Linked DNA regions of Triticum aestivum: region 1 is linked to region 2. Evidence: chromatin contacts called from public Hi-C data. All regions are on one chromosome and are shown on one strand. Each heading gives the region's core, a stretch centred on a gene start, on an enhancer-like site or on the middle of the called end of the contact. The rest is flanking DNA. Distances are from core to core; before and after follow the strand shown. Region 1 holds the start of LOC123180195. Region 2 has its middle 76 kb from the start of LOC123045094.

Region 1 (7,392 bases), core at 2,578-5,077, 160 kb before region 2:
GCTGCCAAGTACCACCAGCCGACACAGCTTGAAGTCCTTGAAGATCTGTCGTGCGTAGCACCTGCCGACCAGGCATGACAAAGCGTAGCACCTGTCGGTCAGGCATGACTTGACATCTCCACCGGAAGCTCCATGCAAGACGAAGCCGCTCCACCTCCTGCCTCTGATTTCCAGCGCTGCTCCACAAACGATGCTCCCAAGAGAGAAACGACACCGCAGTGCCGCCATCGTCCGAACTGGAAAACCAGATCATAGGGTTTCCCCAGGAGCAGCACGAGTGGGGCGACAGTAGTTACAGAACGATGCCTTCATCAAGGTAACGGCGCAGAACGCCGCCATCGTCCGCCATCGGCTCGGTTTTCACCGGCAACTATGCCTCCCCGACTCGTAGCTGGGACTAGATTACAGATCTCGAGATCCGATCATCCAGTCTCAGGTCGACCACCTCCGACGTAGGAGATGACCACCACCGCCATAATCCTCGTGATGCGATGCAGACCCGGAGTGCTTCAGCGAGCCGTCGCCGAATCCGATGAGATGCAGCAGTTTGAGGACGTAACGGCAGCCCGGGACGCGCCCCGGCCGCCGCTGCCGCCATCTCGTACTACTCCCGCTGGCTGCAGCCAAACCCCCCGTCGCGCCCCGGCCGCCGCTGCCATCCTCGTCGGGAGGGAGATCCAAATCAGGCCGCCGCCGCCTCAGATCTCAGGACGCCAGAGGAGGTCCGCCGCCGCCGCGCCACGGGGCCTTCGCCCAACGACGTTGCCGGCAACGGCGGAGGGAGGGGGTGCACGGGAAGTCGAGGGAAGATCGGGATGTGGCCGCCCGGCGGCGGCCGCACGGGGTCGGGAGGAGGGCGGATGTGTAGTACCAGAGCAGACACATGGGGCGCAGATGAAGCAAACGCAGGCGCCGTCGCCCCACGCCGTGGTTGACCAGGAGGGAGTGGATGGCCCGGACGTGGCCGCCCGCTAGCCACGGACGGGGCCCTAGACACCATGATGACATGGCTTACCACCGTTGCCCCAGAACGGAACGGACGACAAAGGGTCCACATGCGGGAGGCCCTGCTCCGTCGACGAAGCCCGCTCCGGACAGAACTACCGCGAACCCTCAATCCAAGAGCCACTACAGGGTAAAGACTAGGACACAGCAGCAGCACGCGCACGCGACACAACACGGACGACAGAGCCCACGGCATATATAGACAACAAAGAAGAAGCAGCCGCCGAGTGCTCTCCATCCCGCAGTTGATGCCGAGGCGGAGGGGCAAGAAGCAAGGCGCCTCCGCACGTCGGCTTTGTAGGCAGCACCTCTCCACGACGACGTCGCGGGCGGCTCCGATGGCGCTGGTCGGCAAAGCAACGTCGGCGTCAAGCTAGTGGCGGCGGGGCGCCGTCGGCATGGAAGGTCGCGAGCCCGACGCGTCAGCCGACAGGACGTGCTCGAGGTCAAGATCGCCGGCGCATGGGACCATGACGATGGCAAGGGCATCGTCGAAAACGGCGGTGGAAAGGTATGCCGCCTCAGCCTGCGAGAAGGAGACGTGGTCATTTGTGAGCAGAGACGGGGGCTCCGTCGACTGCTGACTTCCTGGGTCACGAACCGGTGGGGAGGTGGAGATGGATGTAGCTGCTGCGGAGGCATCGATGGGAAGAAGAGAATTTGTTGTTGCGACGGGCCGGGGTGTATACAAGGGAGTATATACTCCACTATGCATGAATCGATCCTTGTCCGCATCTAGGTCTCAATCTTTGAGTCACGTATTGGTGTATCACATGCCAATGCCATGCACAAAGCAGACGCGTGGCCGGCCGACCGGCGGAGCTCAACTCGCGTACGTGCAACCCGACCCGATAAAAGCTAGCAGAAGCTGACGTTAGATAAAGCATGCATGTCATGGAATACAACAAAAAGTGATTAGGAAAAAGAGCACCGCGTGCGTACGTGCGCTCTCCGAAATAAGAAAAGGACATGATGATGTCATTGGAAGTTATGCATGCGTGGCCCTGGAATAATATCCAGTGTGCAACCGGCTTGAAAAAAAAGTGAATGCCTTGTGTTTATAGGAGTATAATAAACCAGTCATGACAAGGCAAAGGAAGAAAATGGCAAAAGGCGAAATCTAAACAGGAAAAAAAAAGGAAAACAAGAAAGCAGTCGCGCCTTACCGGGCCGGCCCATCAGCATACAACAACAACAATCGTGATAAACTCTCTACTGGAATTCCCTATTCGCCGCTTACTGCGGCAAGTAGTCGCCGCTTCGCACAGGGCGCAGCTCACCCTGGGCCGGCCCATTTGAGTGGTTTCGCCTCGCGAGATGAACCGCAAAAAAACAATGGCGCTAGGGATCGAACCTACAACCTCCAGTAGCGATACACACTCGCTAGCCACCGCGACCAGCTCGTGGATCTGTAAGAGAGCAATGCTAAACTTAAAGAAACTAAGAGCGACGAAAAACCCATATGTTCCTTGTACTGTTTTTTCTTCAGTCTTATTCTGTTCTTTCTTGTTTTCTTGTTTTCTTTGTTTTTTTTCAATATTTTTACTTTTTCTTTGTAAGCTTTTCGAAAAGTTCAAATATGGTTCAGAATTTTCGAAAATGTTCTTTTTGTCAAAAATTGTTCATATTTCTGAAATAGTGTTCACATTACAAAATTTTGTTCAGAATTTCGAAATTTTTCATGCTTTCTTTGTTTGTTTGTTCTGATTTTCAAAATTTTGTTCACATTTGAAATCTTTTTAAAATTAATTCAAAAAATGTTCGAGTTTCAAATCTTGTTCGCATTTTCAAAAAATGTTCACAATTCGAAATAATGTTCGCATTGCCAAATTTTGTTCAGAGTTACAAAAAATGTTCCCTTTCTCAGAAATTGTTCACAGATCCAAAAATATGTTCGCTTTTTTCAAATTTTGTTCCAAGCTTCAAAAAAATGTTCGAGTTTCAAATCTTGTTCGCATTTTCAAAAAATGTTCACAATTCGAAATAATGTTCGCATTGCCAAATTTTGTTCAGAGTTACAAAAAATGTTCCCTTTCTCAAAAATTGTTCACAGATCCAAAAATATGTTCGCTTTTTTCAAATTTTGTTCCAAGCTTCAAAAAAATGTTCGAGTTTCAAATCTTGTTCGCATTTTCAAAAAATGTTAACAATTCAAAATAATGTTCGCATTGCCAAATTTTGTTCAGAGTTACAAAAAATGTTCCCTTTCTCAAAAATTGTTCACAGATCCAAAAATATGTTCGCTTTCTTCAAATTTTGTTCCAAGTTCCAAAAAATGTTCGCTTTTTCTATTTTTCGTTTAAAATTTTATGAAATGTTCTTGTTTTGCAATAATTTGTTCAACATTAAAAAAAACTTTGCTGCTTTTCAAAAAAAAATCAAAGGTCAAAAAATGTTCAACATTTAAAAAAAATTATTCGCTATTTTTGGAATTGTCTGCGTTCAAAAAAAGATACAGGTTTTGAAAACGAACTGCGTTTTTCCTGCAAAAAAAGAATGAACTGCGTTCGAACTTCTATAAAAGTTTAGATCTGTCGTGGATTATGTTCTTATAGTATTTGCTGCTTAGTGTTGGCAAAGAACGTTTAGTGGTGCAATGGCTACCGCACGCGGGTATTAAACGGGAGGTCTCGAGTTCAATTCTCCAGTCGCCCTCACATTTTTGCGTTGTATTTTACGTCAGTAGCTGCTCCTTCGTGGGCCGGCCCAAACGAAGCACCGCCTGTGCGAAGCCCCTCCAGTCTGCCGCAGAATGCGGCAGATAGGAGGTCCCCTCTCTACTACCTCCTCCCCCACGAAAGATGAGGAGTTTGGGCCGGGCCTGGCGGATTGTGATGATAATATAATAAATACGGCGCCGGCCGTGGCCTCCTTCATCCTCCTGAGGGCCAAGAACCAACCCTAGCCGCACCAACGACCAACAAGCCAAGATCCATAGTCGCCGTTGACCGAAGATGGCGATGGCGGCTCTCCGATGCGCCGCCGGAAGGAGGCTCGCCGGTGGCGGCCGCCTTCTACCGCCGGCGCTCAGCCGGCTTCGCCCCGCCGCTCCCGGCTTGGGCCGCCCGAATCTCACGCTCACGCAGGTGCTAGTCCGATCTCGAAATCCCTAGTTATCCAGTCTTCTTTTCTTTTCTTATTAATCTTAATGATGATGAAAATAATTAGATACATGATGTGTGCCAAACTAACTAGGCCTTGTCATCGCACGGGAAAGAAGAAGCCGGGAGGGAGGTCCTGGAGCAGATCCAGGAGAAGAAGGAGAGGCTCTACGACCTCATCCTGCGCCACGGCTATAAGCGCAACGACGGCTCCATGTGTTACTCAAACGTTCAGCTCATGCACCATCTCTCGGCGCACATCAAACCTAGGCCCCAAAGCATCGCCTGGTACAGTACATATTTTCTTTGCCCTTTTTTCTTTCTTTCTTTATTAGTTATTCATGCCATCTGTTGTTTTTCATCTTTTATTTATATGACTACTATGAATAAATGTTTGTTGCATCTCACCTGGACGATATATAGGCGTTACCTTCGGAAAGTTCATAGCCTCTATATTCTCTGGATGTGCTTAAGCCCTGGCATAAGCGCCTACGCAATCTGGAACATATATAAAGCGGGGGGAAACAACTTGGGTGCTGTTCAACAGGGAGGACAAGAATTGAGTAACAAGAATTGCATCGGTTAGGGGGAAGAAGTGGTTGTCTGCTGAAGCTTGTCACTCAAGACTGTCAATGGACTAATGGAGAATCGGTTGATAGTGATGTCTTTGAGAATTGCCGGTCGCCTCAGGTTGCCAAAGTCTTGTGGAGAATTGGTCACTCGCCTCCCTTTCTGTTTCCTTGACTATCCTCTGACGTTGTGTAATGATGCTTAACTGATATCTATATATATTTTGTGAGATTTGCATGTCCATATGGTTGTGGTGGTCTCTGCATTATTATTTTTATTATTTACCACTCTACATTGATAAATATTTATATATGATATACATTATATCAGTAGTATGTAAATAAAATATATTTTTTTAGAAAAACAAACAAACTTCTTATTTTCACTTGCATTGAGCCAACTTAAGGTCTCAATGTACATTTGAGCTGATGTCATTACTTTAACCCTGTCAAAGTAATCCGTACAAATAAAAATTTACCACTCTACAATTTGTGTGTAAAAGACCACTTTGGTTGGAGAAGCTACTTGGTCTATATCTGTAACATGGAAGTTCGACAATGTCTTTGCTTGTTTGTTCGACGGCGAGGGCACCGGCTGGGCCATGAAGAGTATCACCTCCAGGACGATATGACTCCTTTTCGCATCAGCAAGCGATTTATTAGCTCGCCCCCATGACAACAGATGGTTGATCTGATCAATGTATTGGGTGCTTATTCGTTTTTTGAATTTTGGTAACTTTATTTAACCAATAATCATGCTTTTTACAATAATTGGAATCAGGAACTGAGGCGGCTGATCCATCCATACCTCCTCTGTCCTTCGATAAGAAATCTGAAACTACAGCTGATCTTTAGTTGTTACTTTTGAGATGTGGTTGATGTGAGATTAAAGTAAAGAAAACTAAGCAAAAGCTTAGATATATGCTTATCACCAAGAAAAGTTGCGTTTCTCCTTGATCAGAAATACAGGAAAGATTGCTGCTAGGTGTGAGTAGGTGCAGGTCTGCAATTGATCTGAAACCTAATTTTCTGCCCCGGCCCAACGGCTGGATCAAGACGCACATCATGATGCTGTCATCTAAGTGATTGAAATTTCTATAAACTGATTGGGCCAGAGTAGGGGTTTCCAACACCACCAATTCCACAGCTATCACGACTCCTTTCTTTTGGTACTCCACATTGTTCGTGATTGCTACTTTGAGACCCATGATTAAATGCTTGTCACCTCCAAGCAAGCACATCGCTAGTGTAGCTCTATCACAATGAGGGTGAAAATATGTGTTTCGGGAAAGAACAATTCCCTAACAAAACATGATTGTCAGCCAACTGGCAAGGACAGGCGCAAAGGCGCTGTAATCGGCTACGAGAAGTCGTTCGGCTTAAATATTGCTTGTGCGCCCAACGACGAGCGCACCAACATCTTTTTGCACGTTTGTTCTTCTATATTTTTTGCAGCTTATGAGATGTGAGATTCTATTGTAGTCTTGATGCTCGTTCATTCCTATTCTTAAGCCTGTGTCACTCCACTGAACACCATGGCGTCCTGTGGATCCAGATTAAATTGTTGTAACCTAGTGTCAAGTGTCAACAAATGAAGAAGGGAAGAGGGATACTAAGGACTCTGTGAGGAACCTCGTTACTGCAGCAGAGGAGGGGTTTGCTGAAGTTTTTTTTTTTTTGAGCCAACAAGACTTAACTGACGAAGAGTGGTTTGCTGAAGTGTTAACTGACGAAGAGGTACCATATGAACGAAGAAGCTCAAGGAGGAACAAGTTTTCAGAAACAGAGGAGAAAACAGAGTACTCAAAGTTTTCATTTGTTCCCTCGGGTACGCAAAGGTTGCTCCGTGTTGACTGAAAGGGGAATGGGGCGGGGCGGTGAAACCTTCCCCTCCACCCAATCAGCTTCAATCCCAATCCCAACCCAATCCTATCCAAGTAATAAAAAATCATCATTGTTTGTATAGCTAGATTTATGTTCTTCGGATGCAAAGGTCCTTTGAGCAGCAAAGACATCTCAACGTGACATACCACCGATAGCAGCCACAACGGTACTTTCCGCTGCTCCACAGCAACAGGATGTGCACCCTTTTTTTTCCATGCATAAGCCTCAACCACCCCCCGGCTGGATGCAAATTTGGCCTGTTTGGTTAACTATGTTCACTATTTGGCCCACATCACACAAAGTTTAAAGCACCTTTCAGCCAAGCTCTCTTGGAACGACCGAATCAGTCGTTTTCTCCCAGCCAGGCTTGCGGCGTGCAGAGGGGAACACATGCCACCGAGCTGATGCGAGGAGGGGATGGCGCGCGTCCACAAAAAAAGCAGCGCGAGAAATTGGATCACCTCCCGCCGAATCGGATGTCCTTGTTGGGAATTTTGCACATTTGGCAAAATCTATCAAATGTCATTTCATATGGGATATCGTAGAGATGGAATGTTATGGTGGGCATCTCTCTCCTAGGATAAAAGTGGAAATTTGTGCACTAAAGTATTGGTAAGGAGAAGATACTGATCACACTTATCTTCAAGGAATGGAGTGAGCCCGGTATTACTTGCCGAATAATAGAAATCCTCTTGAATCACTGCATCTCTCAAGAATGTATCACTTGGCCATTCGAACAGCCGAGCGAGGTTGTATTTGGACATCTCCTTCGGAGTTTCTTCGGAACTCCAGCTCGAGGATCCTCTCAACATCCTCCTATACCAACAAAATAA
Region 2 (7,209 bases), core at 4,093-6,592:
ATCATCATAATGTGCACAATGTGACCAAGGAGTTGATCACGGGATGATGTGTTACAGAACGAGTAAAGAGACTTGCCGGTAACGAGATTGAACGAGGTATCGGGATATCGACGATCGAATCTCGGGCAAGTATCGTACCGATAGACAAAGGGAATTGAATACGGGATTGATTGAATCCTCGACATCGTGGTTCATCCGATGAGATCATCGTGGAACATGTGGGAGCCAACATGGGTATCCAGATCCCGCTGTTGGTTATTGGCCGAAGAGTTGTCTCGGTCATGTCTGCATGGTTTCCGAACCCGTAGGGTCTACACACTTAAGGTTCGGTGACGCTAGAGTTGTAGAGATATTAGTATGCGGTTAACCGAAAGTTTTTCGGAGTCCCGGATGAGATCCCGGACGTCACGAGGAGTTCCGGAATGGTCCGGAGGTAAAGATTTATATATAGGAAGTCCAGTTTCGGCCACCGGGAGAGTTTCGGGAGTCATCGGTATTGTATCGGGACCATCGAAAGGGTCCCGGGGGTCCACCGGGTGGGGCCACCTATCCCGAAGGGCCCCATGGGCTGAAGGGGCGTGGGAACCAGTCCCTGGTGGGCTGGTGCGCCCCCCCCCCCTTGGCCCTCCCATGCGTCTAGGGTGGAAACCCTAAGGGGTGGGGGCGCCTCCACTTGGCTTGGAGGCCAAGCCACCCCTAGGGCTGCCGCCCCCCTCCCTAGATGGGATCTACAAGGGGTCGGCGCCCCCTAGGCCCCTATATATAGTGGAGGGGAGGGAGGGCAGCCGCACCTGAAGCCCTGGCGCCTCCCTCCCTACCCTGACACCTCTTCCTCCCCACTTGCGCTTGGCGAAGCCTTGCCGGGATCCCGCTACTTCCACCACCACGTCGTCGTGCTGCTGGATCTCCATCAACCTCTCCTTCCCTTGCTGGATCAAGAAGGAGGAGACGTCTCTCCCAACCGTAAGTGTGTTGAACGCGGAGGTGCCGTCCGTTCGGCGCTACGATCATCGGTGATTTAGATCACGACGAGTACGACTCCATCAACCCCGTTCTCTTGAACGCTTCCGCTCGCGATCTACAAGGGTATGTAGATGCACTCCCCTCTCCCTCGTTGCTAGATGACTCCATAGATTGATCTTGGTGATGCGTAGAAAATTTTAAATTTCTGCTACGTTCCCCAACACCTTTCTGTATGTGGGGGGGGGGTATAAGTCGAGAAGAGAAATATGGCAGGAAAGAAAATGGCGGGAAGAGAAGTGGTGGCGGGAAAGAAGTTGACGGGAACATAAGGGTTGGCAGGAAAGACGATGGCGGGAACAAAAGGGTTGGCGGGAAAGAAGATTGCGGGAAAGGCAGGTTTGGCGGGAAAGAAGATGGCGAGAAAGGCAGGTTTTGGCGGGAAAGGGTTCCTGGGAACCCGGTTATGAAAAAAGTGTTGTGGACAATTAGGCTAGGCTCAAGCGAGGGTGCTGAGACAATTATGGGACAAAATACAGTTCCATTAGCTCACAATTTTGCTTGCATGCAGCTGTCGTGTTAGGGTAAGCCAACCGGAACTAATTAGCCACGGGTAAGATGATTAATTCCAATCATCTTCAGGGAAGACGACTGAAACTAATCCTCTTCAGGGAAGACGACTGGAACTAATCATCTTCAGAGAGGACGACTTGTTGTGAGACGACTGGACACTAATCATCTACAGGTAAGACGATTAGGTCCAGTCGTTTTGCCGCAAGCAAACGCCGTATTATTTGTGAAAAATATCTAAACCATGTATTATTTCTATAAATTAATAAAAAATGTATTGTTAAAAAAATAGCTAAGAAGCAAACGTGCATCTTGCCGTGCCGTTTTCTTTGTAGCGTCTTCCTTTGTTCCTTGTTATTTTGTTGAGTTTTCATGGACCGAATGATGCCGTATTACCACACAAGAGGTTAGCGTACTTTGTTGATGTTACAGTGACATGTTTGTCTCACATGCTAATGGCCCTGTCTGGAAGATTGAACAAGGCGGTCTGCAAAAGGCCAAACACCCGTTGACACATCGTACTCAAGCTCGATTCAACCAGGGGGCTCCCTTTTCTAGAGTAGTTGTAGAGATGCTAGGATGTGATAGATAATCACATTTTTTTCCATAAGTAAAAGAGCATCTACAGCCGAACAACTCAAACCATCCCGCATATGCCCGCAGATGCGCCCGATCAGTGACCGGACAAGAGAGAGAAGAAAAAACGTGACCCAACCGGACTCCTCGTATCATCCCTGTATGCCCAGGCTGTCCGCGAACCTTCATATCCATTTCAAAAATATGGGAAGGATATGAGGACTTGCGGACGCGCCCGGACATTCCGCCACATAGGACGCGACCCCACCTGGACCACCTTTTCTCTTTCTTTATTCATTCTTTTATTTCTCCCTCTTCATCTCCGCCAATCACGTGCAAGTGACCGGACATATGAGAAGAAAAATAAGGAGTGTGGCTGCACGGACAAATAAATAGGGGTTCAAAACGGACACGCCCGGTCACTAACCAGGCACGTCCGCGAGCGTTTGATGGATGAAATTTGCTCGTCGTGGCTGAAGATGCTGTAAGCCCTAGCTTGGCCAAGTATGGTCCCGGTCTAATCCGAGAGAAGTCGTCGACACAAATTCAGGAAAGTATAGTGGTCGCAACTGTAGAAGTGGTTGACAATGTCATCATGTCGACCCTTGTGCCAGTGGCCGGTGAGAGAGGAAGGAGATACACTCAGGTTCGAAGATGGCTGCACTACGCATGGAGGTGGAAGGGGCAACAAGGTAAGGAGGCGGAAGCGATGGCAGTGTTCCGGTAAAGATGAGGATACAAGGTGAATGTCGCCACCCAGGGGGGAGGGGGGGTGGTGTTCCCAATTGGTTATTGCCAAATATGATACCAAACTCGAATAAGTTTATCATTGGTCAAAGACTACCTTCGGAAACATATTAAGCCCTGTATATGTGGATGGAGGAAGTAGGCCACTAGAGATGGATACAGGGACTTTCACATGGGTTTTGTCATTATAGAGGGCCAATTATAGTTTGATTGTTTCCATTAGAGCTAGTGCAGGTTAGCCATCTAATTTTGTCAACCTCTTTTTATATTTTTTTTCTTAAGAAGGTCCAACTTATCCCAACAAGTTTGTCTTGGGTTTGAATAATTTGAAGTTGCCACTAGGAAGGAAGAGAGTGCCTAGGAAGGTGTGGAGTTATTTGTGCAGAATTTTCACCCTTGATGCATGGATATAGTAAAATAAAGTGCTCAGGCAAAAAAAAATGAAGTGCTCACGCAAAAATAATATCAGAGCAGATTGGCAATTTAAAAGTCCAAGAAAAGGGCTTGAACTAATGTGGAGTTACTTTTGCTTTAGATCCTTTTCCAAAAAAAACCTTTTGCTTTAGATCAGGAGATACTCAATTTACATCTATTGCCAATTTGTAAATTCCAAGACTTTTGGTTCTGTTATGATCAATGGCAGAGATAATGCCTTCACCTTACGACAATAATAGATAACAAACGACCGAGGATCCTAAAGTCCTATGAAATTCTTACTTAACACCTCAATTCAAGGAATTAATATAAAATATAACATCACAATCCATCCTAGTGGAAGCTTCTAATTGAATATGTTTATTTTTTCGTTTGCAAAATGGTTCATAATTTTTTTGGACGGCAGTCACTTTTTCTGCGAAAACATGAGGGCAAAAGGGGCCACGGCATGGCTGAGCTGTGCATGAGCGGAAGCAAGCCCGAAATTTGACGGGTGTGGGTCAAGCAGGGGGTTTGCGGGGGTCCTTGGGGCTTTTCATATGGGAAGAGTGGGTACAGGTATGGGTGTGGGCGATGACCAAGACAATGATATGACCAGTGTAATACCCGGTGTATCTTCAAATGTCGTCGCCACTCAAGTCAAACCAACTAAAGAGATGACAAGCAAAGCGGAACTTGGGCGAACAAATTTGGTGCATGCTACTGAAAAACATCGAGGCATTGATGGGCGAATGCGTTTTTTATGTGGCCCTGGAATTAGTATTGTGTCGAGTTCAAGGTCAACCTATATTGTTCCAGCCAAACGACCGAAACAAAAGTCGCAAATGCCATATGTATGGCAAGCGGAGGGAAGTGTGGGGCAGCCTTGATGTTTTTTGATGTATCATGCAAAGAACAGAGACGAAGAAGTCACAGACCCATGCATGGATTGACTCTCGAACAAGAAAACCAAGGGCAGGAGCCGAAACTACAGAAGATCATTCCCATGTTCAGAACTCCCCCTCAATGGATAAAGGCATGTTCGTTTCAATCCCATGGAATAAGGAACGCACGTTACGTGCTAGATAAATACATGCATGCTAATTAGCAAGAATATTATATTAGGAAGTTTCTTAAATAGTAGTTCCGGTTGTGATCGGTTAGGATTTTTGTTTCTTATTCTAGTCCAATTCTTGCACGACTTGTTTAGGTGTTAATTCTTTTTTCCCCTTTAGGGGAGCAGTCACGTGGAGATGGCTATTTATCACGGGCCACGGCCATTGTAACAGGGGAGATTAGTTTTGAGTTTTATTCGTGAGTTATGAACAAGGTTCAGAAAACGTCCAGTTTTTGGGCGATCCAATCTTGAGTATTTTCTGTGATTTTCTCATCGAGGAAATTACTAGCGACGGAGGGTTGATCATTACATCGACGCCTACATGTTGATCCGAGGGGGTCATTATCTTTGTTCACGTACTGTTCGTGCACGGGTAGAGATTGTTATTGAAGGTTGCGAGGAGGAATACGGGGAAAGGACTACTGATCTTGCATCGCCGTGAAAGGTCGGGTCTTCTACACGCGTGAATTAGCGTCTCGCTAGTCTGTGCCTCATCAGACAATGATGGGAGTAGGGCAACCAGTGAGACGGCGTGTGGCAATACTAGTCAGATGCGGGGGGAGTAGGTTGTAGGGAAGAAATGGGAAGAAGCTGAACAATATAAACAGTCGGAGGAAGGAGATATGGCAACTCATTCAGGATCCAACGACCCAATTAAAAAATACAGATGCCAATTTTTTTAGAGGTACTTGATGGATAGATAGTCCAACCGGACGACCCGACCCGAGGCTGGTAAAAAATCTGGGCCGGGCCAAGTTGGGCTTGACATTTGGGTTGAGACCAGGCCTCAATTTCAAGCAGATAATATAGTTTGGGCTGGGTGTGCACGCGGATGCATGGAAAGTGTCATTCAGGTCGGGTTTTCAGGCTTCGGGAGTATGCTTGGGCTGAGCTTGGACTTGGACTTGAAAAGTATCCGGCTTTGGGCCAAGCCCGACCTTCGGGAGGGGCATGCCCAAGATGCAGGGAAAGTCTCATTCAGGCCAGGTTTTTGGGCCGGGCTCGGACTTGAAAAGTATCAGGCTTCGGACTGGGCTCAGACTTAGAGTTTGAAGGTTTTTTTTTGCAAGCCCGACGCGGCTTTAGGCAGCCTGCTCCAAAATCCTATCAACTCCCACCAACCCACTCAGTCCTAATGCTAGCGTAGCAGAGGCCTTGCCTTCATCTCCAGCCGGCATTGCTTTTTCGCAAGGAACTTACTCCCTTTGAGAATAATTGTTGGAAATCATTGTGCACTAAGGGTGCCAACATTATCCTATTTGTAGGGTCAGTCAAGGTGACGTGGCACCTTTCCTCCTCGGGCCAATTCTTGGTTAAAACCATGCACTCTAAATTAAGAGTCAATTTACACCACCGTCGCTAAAACTTGGAGCGAAAAGTTAGTTTGCTGCTAAAACTTGCGACATACATTAAACTAATGCCACAACTTAATTTTGGTGTGCATATACGATGCAAATCACGTTTGTATACGAACACGGTCTTGAGTAGGCGTGCCAACATGGTGTGGGGCCCACCGTCAGCCACCAAGCGAGGGAGGTAGGGACGCGTGGTCCTTGGGGCTCTTCATATGGGAAGAGGGGGTACAGGGATGGGTGGGCATGTCGACCAAGACGGTGATGGGAGGATGGCAGCCAATGAGGCTTTTGAGGAAGGAGATATGTCAGCTCATTTAGGATGCAACGATTTAAAAAATTACAGATGTCAACTTTTTCTCCAGGTGCTTGATAGACAGACAATCTAGCTCGACAACCCGGCCCGAGCCCGGTAAAAAACCTGGGCTGGGCTGAGTTGGGCTTGACATTTGGGACGAGATCAGGCCTCATTTTCAAGCACGTAATATAGTTTTGGCCGGGCGTGCACGCGAAGGCATGGAAAGTGTCAGTCAGGTTGGGTTTTTCGGGCTTCGGGAGTATGTTTGGGCTAGGCTTGAAAAAGTATCCAACTTTGGGCCGGGCTTGGCCTTCGGGAGGGGCATGCCCGGGAGGCATGAAAAGTGTCATTCAGGCCGGGGGTTGGTTTTCGTGCCTGTGTTTGGGCTGGGCTCGGACTTGGAAAGTATCAGGCTTCGGGCTGGGCTCGGGCTTAGAGTTTGAAGGTGGGTTTTTTGCGAGCCCGGCCCGGCCCGGCCTTAGGCAGCCCGCTCCAAAATCTTACCAACTCCCACCAATCCACCGCCGACACACTCTCCGGCAGCGGCCATGGCGCCGCCCCTCGCCTCCGGTAAGCGACCTCCTCCCCCAAACCCATGCCCGGCCCCTGATAAACTGCGGATGAACCCCAGCGCTAACACCCGACCCCTCTTCTCCCCCTGCAGGTCCCGGTGCACTGCAGCGGCGGCGTCTCCAGGCGGCGGCCGAAGGCAACCTCCAGCTCTTCAAGAGTATGTGCTCGCATCCCGCTCCGCCCGCGGATTTTGGTTTCTGGGTGCTCGATCGAGCGCCGATTTTGGGAGATTTTTTCCAGTTTTGATGGGTGCGGCGAGCGCGCTGGACGGCGGGAAGGGGCGCCTCAGGGATGCGGCGGAGGCCGTGAAGCTCCGCGGCGCCGGGGCGCTGCACTTGGCCACGCGCCGCGGGAGGATGCCGGTGCGCGTGTACCTGGTCGAGGAGCTCCACCGACGAGACAGGTGGGCACTTGGTCTCCCTCCCTCCTCTTACGAAAGCAAGACCCTTGTTTTCTTCCCCCCTAGACTAGAGTAGATGACTCGTTTATCTCCTCTTGATAGACGTGATGGATTGGCTGTTTGGTTGTCTGCCTCCTTGACGCCAAGCAATGGGAGGGACTGATCACTTACCATGAGGATGGCTATCAGTTTGGGTTGAATT

The links. A called contact is a pair of places that touch in the nucleus more often than the background predicts.
Region 1: a contact with region 2 is called in a Hi-C map of leaf, with 5 times the contacts expected there. The contact joins the promoter of LOC123180195 here to the enhancer-like site in region 2. A contact is called at or near these places in 2 of 5 Hi-C or Micro-C datasets (both in leaf).

The regions. Positions count from the first base shown.
Region 1 is chr1A:542,636,725-542,644,116 of IWGSC CS RefSeq v2.1, reverse strand. LOC123180195 reads left to right here and starts at 3,827. Exons shown (of 3, transcript XM_044592168.1): 1 at 3,827-4,091; 2 at 4,201-4,394; 3 at 4,530-4,919. The coding sequence starts at 3,960. The coding sequence ends at 4,692.
Region 2 is chr1A:542,482,239-542,489,447 of IWGSC CS RefSeq v2.1, reverse strand. It overlaps the pseudogene LOC123064928. Among protein-coding and RNA genes, the nearest start is that of LOC123045094, 76 kb to the right of the region's middle. Within about 2 kb of position 5,342, at least 1 of the 8 cell types and tissues checked has an H3K27ac peak or open chromatin away from gene starts, as enhancers often do. A contact at or near this core is called in leaf, where this site is marked.